Regions from separate parts of the Zea mays genome. Here regions 2 and 3 are each linked to region 1. A link is a contact called in public ChIA-PET and Hi-C data. All regions are on one chromosome and are shown on one strand. The core of a region is the stretch at or near the end of the contact, and the rest is flanking DNA. Distances in the headings are between cores, read along the strand shown.

Region 1 (3,731 bases), core at 813-3,312:
CCGCATGATCAGTTCATCTCTTGGGCGCACACGGGCCGCGCGCGCCTAATCTCCCTGTATACATGCCTGCCTGCACTACAACCACTCTCTCGGACAGACTCAAGAATCCACCGATGCATGCTCAAGCCGCGACAACGCTATCTCTCTACACTCTCATCCGATCTTCCGCAAACGCAGCCTGCCTCAGCCTCACACGCATTTCAGGCTGTAGCCATCCTCCGACTTGTCGTCGTCTTCGTCGTCGTCGCTGCTGCTGCTGTCGTCGCCGCCACCGACGGCCATACCTGCCCTGGAGAACTGGAGCGGGCCCTGCCGAGACCCGGACTGCGAGCCGCTGCTTTGCTCCTGAGCAGCCCAGACGCCATCCACCAGCATGATCGACTGGCTCACCGGAGCCGCCGCCGCGCCGGGGGAGGATCTTCTGTTGTGCAACCGGTACTTCTGAACACGAACGATCCAATAAGTTTCCAAACAAGATACCATATCACCCCGAAGGATGATGGAAAAGGAACAGGCACTAGTTCTACTAAGATATACAGGGACGAAGAAATAGAGCCCTAGACAAAATTAAAGCGCGCGCGCACCTGGAGATGGCTTTTCACTTCATCGTTTGTAAGCCCGTCCACTTGCATCACCTCCCTGATCTGTTTCGGAGTAGCCACTGCAAATTCCATGAGAGACCCGTTAATACTTACTTTCTCTTGCAGTCGAGTGGGGAACTTTTTTTTATTTGGACAAATTAATGGCGGTAAAGCTAGGCGATCGGTCTCACACTCTGACCTTGAGGGCCACCCAGTTCGTGCAAAGCGGCAACGAACCGCCGGTGAAGCTCCGGTGACCAGCACCGCCTTGCCTTCCTGCTTGCTTGCTGTTGCTGCTGAGCCTGCGAGTGCATGTTGTTGACCTCGGAGCCACATGGTGGCATGGTGGTGCCACAAAATCTGGCGCTGGCGGTACCGGTACCGCTGGCAGCCACCACCGGAGGAGAAATCGGCACCGCCGCCTTGGTTGCCGGCGACAACGATACCAACGACAGGCCAGAGCTGGCGGAGCTGTCTTCTCTTCTGAACAACGGCGGCGGTAGGGGTTGTGGCACCGCCACCGCCGAAACGGCCGCCCTTATCGGCGTGGGTGCGCCACCACCCAACAACTTGGGCTCCGGCGGCGACGTGATTTCACTCTGTTGCTCTTTGTCAGACTGTACGGAAATAAACCGGTGGTATTCAATCACTCTGAATTTTTTTAAAAAAATCTCACGGCACGGCACATAGTAAAACTTGAAATACGTGGATGGAGAGCAATATTATGATGAGAAACAGCAAGCATAGCGAAGCAGAGTAGCCTGCCTGTGTTGTACTACCTCGTCCGATTTGGCGTCGCTGTCCACCCACAACTGAGCTGTGCTCATCCATTTCCGTTTGTCGCCGTCGTCCACCGTCGCCGCCCCGTCGTCGTACTCTCCTCTCTTGGCAGCCTCCTCCTTCAACTCGTCGATCACTGCAGGGCAATCCATGGCCGCACAGGCACAAACCAGCGCGTCAGCGAAGCGGGGCAGAGAGGAAACGGAGCAAGACAGACGGCGACGCGTATACTATAGGAGAGAACCGAGAACGAGAGGCCTCTAGTCCTCACCGTCGGCGAGGAGGCGAAGGCAGAGCGGGAGCTCGCGCCTGAACACCTCGATCTTCCTGCGCTCCACCTCGAGGCTCCTGATGCAGGACTGGATCCCCGCCGGCGCAGCGCCCTTGGCCATCCCTCCGGCGCTCCGCGCGGCGAACAGCCTGAGGTCCAGCCCCAGATCCAGGCCCATCCCGATCTCCCCGACGTCCAGCCCCATGCACGCGAGAAACGAGACGAGAGACGAGAGGCAGCCAGGAATCTTTCGCGTAGAAGAATCGGCGACCGGAAGGAAGGAACCGGAGAGAAGCTGAGAAAGAGGCGGAGGCCTGAGGGTGAGGGTGCCGGTGGGGTGGGGTGGGGGTGGGTGACTGAGAGCCAGAGGGGATCTGCGCCCGCCCTGGCATATATAGATAGATAGATAGACGGGCGGCGGCGAGCGAGCGAGAGAGCGGGGCGAATGGAATCTGCGAGCTGGACCGCAGGAGATGGGAGAGAGAGAGACAGACAGACACCACACACCCACGCGGCGCGTCGGGCGGGTGCGGGTGTGCGGCGGGCGCGCTACGTTGCCGATTCCTCACGTCGCGTCGCGTCGCGTCCAGCGCGAGATGCTCGCGGCCGGACGTCTCTCATCTCACAGCACTGTGCCACGCTCTGAATCACGGATCCCGCGATCGGTGCGGCGCGGCCTCGATTTACCGCTTCTCGCGCGCGCCTTCCCCTGTTTCGCAGCCTGCCTACCCCGTGCGCGTGCTGCCACCCAGTCACCCACCCCGTATTTCTTTGCTTTAGCTTACGTTCCGTGCAAGTAACATGCGTCTTCAATCGTATCGGCGCCTTTCACAGCTTGCGTGCCCAGGTGAGATCCTGCCTGGCCTTCTTTCTTTCCGTGATGATTCTCTTCCGTCTCCTTGTCCCCTGGTCTCACGGGCGGCCGGCCGTGGCTGGTTGGGCGTTCCGGAACGTCTCGAGGCCGGGGCGGGGCGTGACATGGATCCCATTGGTTTTTAGCAGCACGAGCAACGTCCTGCCAGTTGTTTTCTCTGGTTGTCCTCGTCGCGCACGGTGGCAAGTGTAATAAGTCGGTGGTACACACCGGATGGCTCCTTGCATGGCACTATATGGAGGTCTTTTTTCCCATGGGAATCTGGGGGGGGGGGGGGGGGGGGAGGCAAAATTCTTCGAGTACTAGCAAAGAGGCCCACGCGTAACGCTGTCGAGGCGCGCTAGTCGGACGTGACGCGGCTCGCACTCATCTCGGTCGCCCAACCCAAGCGCAAGCGGAGGGGAGGTGGTCCTCGATCTCGCGCGCGCGGGATCGGCCCGCCGCATGCGTATCTGAATCTGATAGCCCAACCTTATCGCTAGCGTTTCTTGTTTGGGTTTGGAAGGTTTCTGTTGTAGTCTATTGCAGTGCTCAGTGGCAAATGGAGAGACAACAGAGACAAATGACACGGATTAATTCTTTATTGCAGAGACAAATGTATATATAGTGTAGTACACAGGGTCCCCAAGTGGTGCGACCCTTAGGCAATAACTGCCACCAGTTGGGATTGATCACATATGAAACTTTTTGTAACACTCCCCCTTCATCAACCCAAATACATTTGATCATCTGCAAGTTGTCATCCAATATTTGATCTCCTCAAAAACCCTGTGCGAAAAATAAGGAGTACACAATATCTTTTGGATAATGAGAATAATCTCACATTGTCTCCAAAAGGAAAAATATGCTTGTAATCATCATGTATAAAAACCCCTGTAGGGAAAATTAATGATGAAGCATATAGCTTTGTTGATATTACCTCGTTAAAAACTTTGAATGAGAAAACCTTAGCAAGGCAAAACTCATACAAAGAAAAGAGTGTAATATGATGGTTCAATACAGTTTATATATCATGGGGAATTACTCCCCCTGAACCTTGCAAGCTCTTAAGTCTTCTCATACCAATCCCCTCAACACATTTCTGAAATGTAGAGTATGGTAGGGATTTTGTGAATAGATCTACAAGATTATCACAAGACTTTGTTTGCAAGATGTTTATATCCCCTTTCTCCTGAAGTTCATGGGGATAAAACAGTTTAGGAGAAATATGCTTATTGATATTGCT
Region 2 (3,731 bases), core at 654-3,153, 210 kb before region 1:
TCACCGTATGGGGGCTGGCCTTAAGAGAAGTTCATTAGCACTTTAGTACATTTAAGCCCAAATAATAGCCCAAAACTGTTTGTTCTCTTTCTCGTTGCTTCGCTAGAAAGCTATGGTAAACTAAGACACCGGATGGCAGAAAAGAGATAGTGTCAAGTGATTCGCTAGGGTTATTTAGGAGGAATCAATGTATGGCGGGCGTCATACCCCGCCAGTGGGTCCTCTGCCCCTGTATGGCTTTATGCATTAATAATACCGTGAAGTTCTTAACAGGTAATGGAAGGGACTAAACATAATAGCAAGATCATTGCAGCAATACTTAAACCCCTCCAAAAAGAACCATAGGCTTCACTCCATAACCAAAGCAGATCTCCATGTCCTGTTATCCTATTCATGCTCTTCTCCATTATAGTCAGCAAAGCCAGCAATACTCACAGTACATGACAAGCCAGAAAAACAGCATTTATTTTATGTGTCACCAGTCGTTCCATCTTGTTTTTTTTATTGAGCTACATTTGTTCCAATTTAAACAATCAGAAAGTTACATCCACTTCTATCTAAGAAAACCACCATCTATCTAAACTTGCATCAGTAAAATGAGGACAAAAAAGGCAGAAGCATCCTAATTTGAATATCTACAAATACTGCCATCTATCTGTATTCATTAATGACAAATTTCCATATAGCATGCACCAATGATTACCTACTGAAACTTAAATGAACACAATCTATTACACTATGCTTAACCTTCACCATCAATGGTCCGTTACTTAATATCCCCAATTTAGACAAGTTAGAATAGCACCTTGAATCAAGCTGAATTCTGATTCTACACAATACCATACCAATGCGCAATGGCATAAAAAAATTGGGCAAAGCTATCCAAGTGTCACTACAAGTTGAACACACAAAACAAACTAAACAAGGGTCCGTACTGATTTAACATTCAACTACTACAAACAAACAATATAAAGTCATCAGCAACACTAAATACTGGGGTGGGGGATATACAGGTTCAGATATACTTCAACAGTAATAGCTGCTGCTAAATCAACTCAGCTGTTGAACCATAACCATCAAAGCTTTGAGCTAACACAGCTTTTACACCAACCTTTACTCGAAAACTAACATGCAAGCAACCGATCGGGATCGGATGCAAAATCGGGAACAGCGACAGGTCAAAGTCAATCCACTCACCGAAGGTAACTGGAGCTCGACGAGGCTACCGTCCTGGTTGCCAGCAAGCTTGAGCTCCACCGGCCCAACCAGCTCCACGTCCCTGACGCCGGTGTCGAACCCGAACGCGCCTTCGGCGGGGACGACGTCGACCCCGTCCGGCCCATCCACCTCCTCGACGGCCGGCGCGGAGGGGAGTCTCCACTCCACGGCCTCGTCGGAGAACCGCGCCAGCGCCGCCGACCCGCCCGCCCGCGCCCGGAACTCGTACCGCTGCACGGAGCCGACGCGGACGGCGCCGGCGTCGAGCGGCCAGACCCTGACCTCGGCGTCCGGATCCCAGTCGTACTTCTCCGAGACGGCGTCGATGACCTCCTCGAGGAAGGTGGGCTCCGGGGCCAGGTCCTCCAGCTCCGGGTCGGCGGAGGTGGAGGCGGAGCCGTTGGAGGAGGCGGTGAGGAAGGAAAGCGAGGCGCAGGCGGACGGCGAGGGGGCGGAGAGGAGCAGCAGCGCGAGGAGGAGAGAGATTGGAGGGAGGGCCAGGGAGGAGGAGGCCATGGAGGGTCGGAGGATTGAGGAAGGGTAGGTCTCCTGGCGGGTTCTCTTCCCCGACGAAGGGATCTCCTCGCGAAGGATGAGGATGGTGGTGGTGGTTGGTGCGCTCGTGGTATACGCCGTAAGCACAGGCTGACGTGTGAGCCCGGTGAGCGAGATTGATAAAATGCTCGGGTCGTCTGGCAGGCTTGTTTGGAAGACAAACAAGCCCAAAACGGCCTTTCGCGCAGTTGGGCCGAGCCGCCGCTGGCCTTTTGCAGAAGCAGCGACAATTGGGAACGTGTTATATAGCTGTACATTGCTGATTGGGACCATGTCTCCTCGGTGCGTGCACTGACTCTCAACGCACGAGAGATTGGCACCGAAATTCCTCGACGCAAAAGCTCCAACGTACACACTAAGGTCCTGTTTGGAATCGTAGTATTTTTGCAGTTTTGAAACAATACTATGGTATTTGATGATACTATAGTATTGGAGCTCAAAAGGTGTTTGGTTTGTATAGTCAAAACTCAGTTTTAAATATCATGGTTTACGCAAAACTGTGGTATTTTTGGAGTTTTTGAAACTCCACTCATGACCTCGGTTTTCTTCTCTTCTCTCTACATATACTTTGTTTTTCCAATAGAACCAAACAGATCTCGGTTTTGAACAATACTGTAGTTTTACTGTGGTAAAGCAATACCGTAGTATTTTTGTCATGTACAATTGTAAACTATGGTATCTCAAAACTACAGTATTTCAAAACTACATTCCCAAACAGGCCCTAAGGCTCTGTTTGGAATCGTAGTATTTTTGCAGTTTTGAAACAATACTATGGTATTTGATGATACTATAGTATTTGAGCTCAAAAGGTGTTTGGTTTGTATAGTCAAAACTCAGTTTTAAATACCATGGTTTACCCAAAACTGTGGTATTTTTGGAGTTTTCGAAACTCCACTCATGACCTCGGTTTTCTTCTTTTCTCTCTACATATACTTTGTTTTTCCAATATAACCAAACAGATCTCGGTTTTGAGCAATACTGTAGTTTTACTATGGTAAAGCAATACCGTAGTATTTTTGACATGTACAATTGTAAACTATGGTATCTCAAAACTACAGTATTTCAAAAATGCATTCCCAAACAGGCCCTAAGTGGCAGGACCATGAAAAAGACAAGATTTTCTTAAGCTTAAATTACTGTAGGGAGGGCCTACAGTATTTTTATTGCTTAGTCAAAATAAAAAATAGAAAAACAATTACAGGGAAGTAAACTAAAAATTACAATACATAGCACTGAATCTAGGTCCTAATTTTATCCCCTATCTCTAGTTTGACTCAGTGACACAGTAGACGCAATTCTGTTTTGAACATTTCCCGACATTCATCCACCATGGGCGGGATCTCATTAAACACCCAATTATTTCTACTTTTCCAAATGCACCAGATTAGAAGGATAATAGCTTCTAGTCTCCATGGGACCTGCCAGCTTCTTCTAATCCTTAAAATGGTGTAGCATGCGTTGCTTCCAACACCACATAGGTCTATCATCATTCTTTATCTATCTCAATGCTTTAATACATGATCTTTATTATTAATCTACAGTCACAGTAGCTCCACATCAAAATTTCTTTTACTTCCTCCGGTCCCAAAAAACAATAGTCGTTTTAGAGAATTAGTGGATTCATACAATTCTTGATGCATATGTTTTGCATATGTCTAGATTCATCATTGTCCATTTGAATATAAACATAAAAACTAAGAGTTAAAACGACTATTGTTTTAGGATGGAGGGAGTACATAATTTTTGTTGACATAAACACATAATTATATTGAAAACATACATCTAATTACACAATTACAATGTTCATCCTCATATTTTGAACAAAGTATTTACAATAATGTCACAAAACTCATTCATGCCTTGTCCTTCATCAATCATCACCTTGTTCTTGATTAGGAACATAGTCTCCTTGGTTTTACATTAACAATTATTTTAGAATCCATTCTGTGTAGAATAAG
Region 3 (3,731 bases), core at 525-3,024, 150 kb after region 1:
AATTCTTACAAGACCACAACTCCACCAATCCACCGCAAGCAGCCGACAGCCCTCAGCAGCCAACCTCTCACACCCACCATGGCTGGTCGTTGCGATCAAAAACCTTCAGCAGTTCAGCCCGCCGTCCGTCCATGGCCGACAGTCCTAGCCATAGCATGTTGTCCTCTGCCCATCCTCTTCCGCCAACCGGCCTCGGTCGCATCACGCAGAGCTAAATCCAGGAAGGCTGCCTCCGACGCCTTCCGGTCTCTTCCGCCTGTGGCCTGTAGCCTCCGCCCACATGGTGTAGTTGCTTAGAGCCATACAAAAAAAAATTCTTGTCCTCCGCCACTGCCACTGTCTGGGATTGTTTCACGACAGATGAAGTTGAAGCCGTCACTATACCAAACGAGCCTTTTATCAACGACATGTATTGTATTTGAGAAAGTAACAAAAGTTTTTTTAAGGGATAGTTTAGGAACATCGTTTTTCCAAGGGATTCAATTTTCCCAAGGTAAAATGAACTAATTTTTCTTTGAAAAATTGGAATCGGGAAAGCGGTGTTCCAAAAAAAAGGACGAAGGGAAAAGTTGCATAGAGAAAAACGAAACGGGAAGGAAGCCAAGTACAGTGCATATGCATACTACGTGATGTGTGTGCACTGTGCATCCCAGCGGCATTGACTCGCTGGACTCCTTTCGCCAAAATCGCGTGGCCAACGAATAGGGATGGCAATCGGGTAGATAGGCAGATAGTATGTGGATATATAGTTCACGAACCTATACCCGCTAGACAAAACTCAATTCATATTTATACCTATAAACATTCGTGGGTATGGATCTCTACTCATACCCGTACTCGTCGGGTATCCGTTATCCAGTAGATATCTGTTGCCCGCCCGCCCATTACAATTTTAGCATTCAACATCGAACAACAATTTTATCACATTTCAAAAACAATTATCATTACATCATCATCAAATAATAATTTTAGCATCAATCAACATGCCACAGATAAAAATTGAAAATTAGAAATTAGGTTAATATATTAAATCTGGATGACCCACATGTCAAATATCCATTAGGTAATGGGTATGAATACTGGATATCCGTACTCGCAAAAAAAAATATCCACAGTTATCTTATTATTCATAATTGTACACACGGATACCAAATTTTACCATAACTATATTCAATAAATAATTATCCGTAGTTATTTATCCATACTCGTATCCACTGTAAGACTAGCTCCAACAAAAGCTCTAAAGGGTCCTGTACCCTAAATTTAGAGGATGAGAACGTCCTCTACTCCCTCCAGCAACGTTCTCTAAACGGTCCTCTAAATTTAGAGAACACTGTTGGATCCTCTATATGTAGAGTTTCTCTAAACGGTTCTCTATCTATTTGAATACTTTAAACAACCGGTTTAATAAAACTAAAATATGTATAATACATTTGAGAGTATGACAAATACGTATGTACAAAAATTAAAAAATTAAAAATGTCTTTAATATAGGTATTTACATATGGAGGACGTGATTTAGAGGACGTTGTTGGAGAGAAAGTAGATATAGGAGATAAAATTTTTAAAGAAGACTGTAAAGGATAGATATAGATGATGTATATGTAATACGTTGCTGGAGACAGTCTAATCCCGCCGATAGCCTCCAAGACGGAGCTGGTCTCCCAAAAAAAACAACTAAGAACTAACCAACCCCGACTCCCGCCCGAGACACCAGTGAGAAAAAGACAAAACGGCGGGGGGTCTTCCCTCCCTCCGCGACACCATCTCCGCCACCTCATGATCACTAACGTTTCCCTCTTCTACCCATTAGCGACTTCCCGATGTGCTGGTGGAAGCGCTACTCCTCCCCCTCCCTCTCCTCATCATCCATGCCCGCTTCCCCCGCCCGCGCTTCCACCCTCCGTCCCATATTCGGTTGGGGCAGCGGCCCTAGCTCCCGCCGTGATGGCAGCGGGGGCAGCAGCGAACCGCAGCCGCGGCTGATCAGAGCCCGGTGGATGCGCTACGTCGTCGATGACCTCGAGGTCGGGGTATCCGCGCTCGGCGTGGACTCTCCGGTGAGGAGGGACGCGGCGGCGGGGTTTGGGCTTGCGACCGTGAGCTCCACGCCGATCTCGAAGTCTCCGAGTAACATGGAGGTGGCGCCGGCGAGACCCTCGTCGACCCCCGTGCTGCTGCCGCATCCGCTGCCCCTTCCAGTCGAGGGGGAATCGACGTGCCGGGGTCCTGGGAGGTTGCTTCGGTCACCGGCGCCAAGGATGCTCGACGGGGAGTGGAACGGGCCTGCAGCGGACGCTCCCGGGGTTTTAGAGACTGGGAGCGAAAGGATGACGGCGTTACTCGCACGGAGGTGATTAATTCGTACTATACTTGTAAACGTTATGTTTTATTGCCATTTATTATTCAAGTAGATTATATTGTCTGCAAGGATATCACCCTCACAGCTTGAGGATTCCAGAGTCGGGCTATGATTTCTATTTACTACCAATATTTACATTTCAAAAAGGATAACACCATTTACTTGTATTGTGTCACCATTGAGGTGTTAAACACTTAGGCAGTTAGGCGGGTAGAGTATCTTGCAGAGAATGGCAACAGTTTTTATGGTGCCTATGGTTCAGCGATGTATCCTTGGCTGCAGAGTATGGTGATTTTGAAGATATGGATACCATGGTTCAGGGATTGGATATACATATACACGAGTTGAATTGTGATTTAGCAACTTGAGTTAGTTGTAGGGTGTTACTAGCTAAGGGTTTATTGGGAGACCATGACATCAGCCATCAGGTCATATTAGGATGATGCATCGTAAAATTATATTTGTTGTGTATATTGAGTTATCATGATTTTTGCACGCGATGCTTTCATTATTGATTTGCACATATAATATTCCTAAAAGATGCAAATCATGAATTCTTAACTCTTCCTGTTTAGATCCTTCGAATTGAACTCCATTGTAATAATCGTAATTTAGGCATAGATCAATTAAGCTAATATGATTTTAAGCAGAATATATTTGTATACCATTGTTGGCCATATGAGAGATATTTATGTGCAACATTCGTACTATAGTCTATAGGGGAGCGAGTTGAAGAGTGTGTTATAAGTTGAAGGGTAGAAACATAGCTTGGTGATATATAAAATCAATTTCCATCCCCCACCCTTTGAATTTGAGATAGATTTATATCTGAACTTTGGAAAGTGGTGGAATGTCAAATTCCAAGCCAAATAGCCTAGTCTATTAATTAGATTCCAATTCCTCCAAAATGAGTGGATCCAAACAACCGTTTTGTGAATTGATTAAATATTGACATGATGAAAATAAGTCAGCTAGGGGCTAGGGCGTGGTGTTTTAATAAATAAGTGATCTAGTTTGTTTTAGTGCTGTACTGTAATTTCACTTGGTTGGATTGAACTGCTATGAAGCTTCTAAGATGAACCAAAAAACACCAAATAAGTTTAAGCTACTGGTGAAATAATTTAGTTCAATATTGCTGTTAAAAATTGTACAAGAAACAGTGAATATATCTATCGCTTAATGTTTTTTTTAATATATAAGCTCCGTATTACTCATTGCTTAGACTATTTTCATTTTCGAAATAAGTTTTGTGTTCCCTTGAAGCACTTCAATTCAGATTGGTGATCCTGATGTTCACTTCAATTCACAAATGAATCATTTGTGATATGCCTATTATACCAGAGTGGTGGCCCAAACACTACCAAAGGCT

The links. Hi-C and Micro-C count contacts between places; a contact is called where the count stands out from the background. ChIA-PET counts read pairs in DNA pulled down with a chosen protein or histone mark.
Region 2: an H3K4me3 ChIA-PET map of seedling shows a contact between it and region 1, with 6 times the contacts expected there. The contact joins the promoter of LOC100276491 here to the promoter of LOC100280246 in region 1. A contact is called at or near these places in 14 of 25 Hi-C or Micro-C datasets (bundle sheath, ear, endosperm and 5 more) and 2 of 3 datasets of contacts at active chromatin or transcription factors (leaf and seedling).
Region 3: a Hi-C map of leaf shows a contact between it and region 1, with 7 times the contacts expected there. The contact joins the promoter of LOC103625860 here to the promoter of LOC100280246 in region 1. A contact is called at or near these places in 2 of 25 Hi-C or Micro-C datasets (ear and leaf).

The regions. Positions count from the first base shown.
Region 1 is chr5:6,586,363-6,590,093 of Zm-B73-REFERENCE-NAM-5.0, forward strand. It overlaps LOC100280246, which reads right to left and starts at 2,063. Exons shown (of 5, transcript NM_001407760.1): 1 at 1,633-2,063; 2 at 1,361-1,497; 3 at 781-1,198; 4 at 585-661; 5 at 1-438. The coding sequence starts at 1,837. The coding sequence ends at 190.
Region 2 is chr5:6,374,271-6,378,001 of Zm-B73-REFERENCE-NAM-5.0, forward strand. LOC100276491 reads right to left here and starts at 1,904. Exons shown (of 2, transcript NM_001150265.2): 1 at 1,198-1,904. The coding sequence starts at 1,734.
Region 3 is chr5:6,732,091-6,735,821 of Zm-B73-REFERENCE-NAM-5.0, forward strand. It overlaps LOC103625860 (mitogen-activated protein kinase kinase kinase 5), which reads left to right and starts at 1,775. Exons shown (of 11, transcript XM_008646257.3): 1 at 1,775-2,353; 2 at 3,704-3,731. The coding sequence starts at 1,824.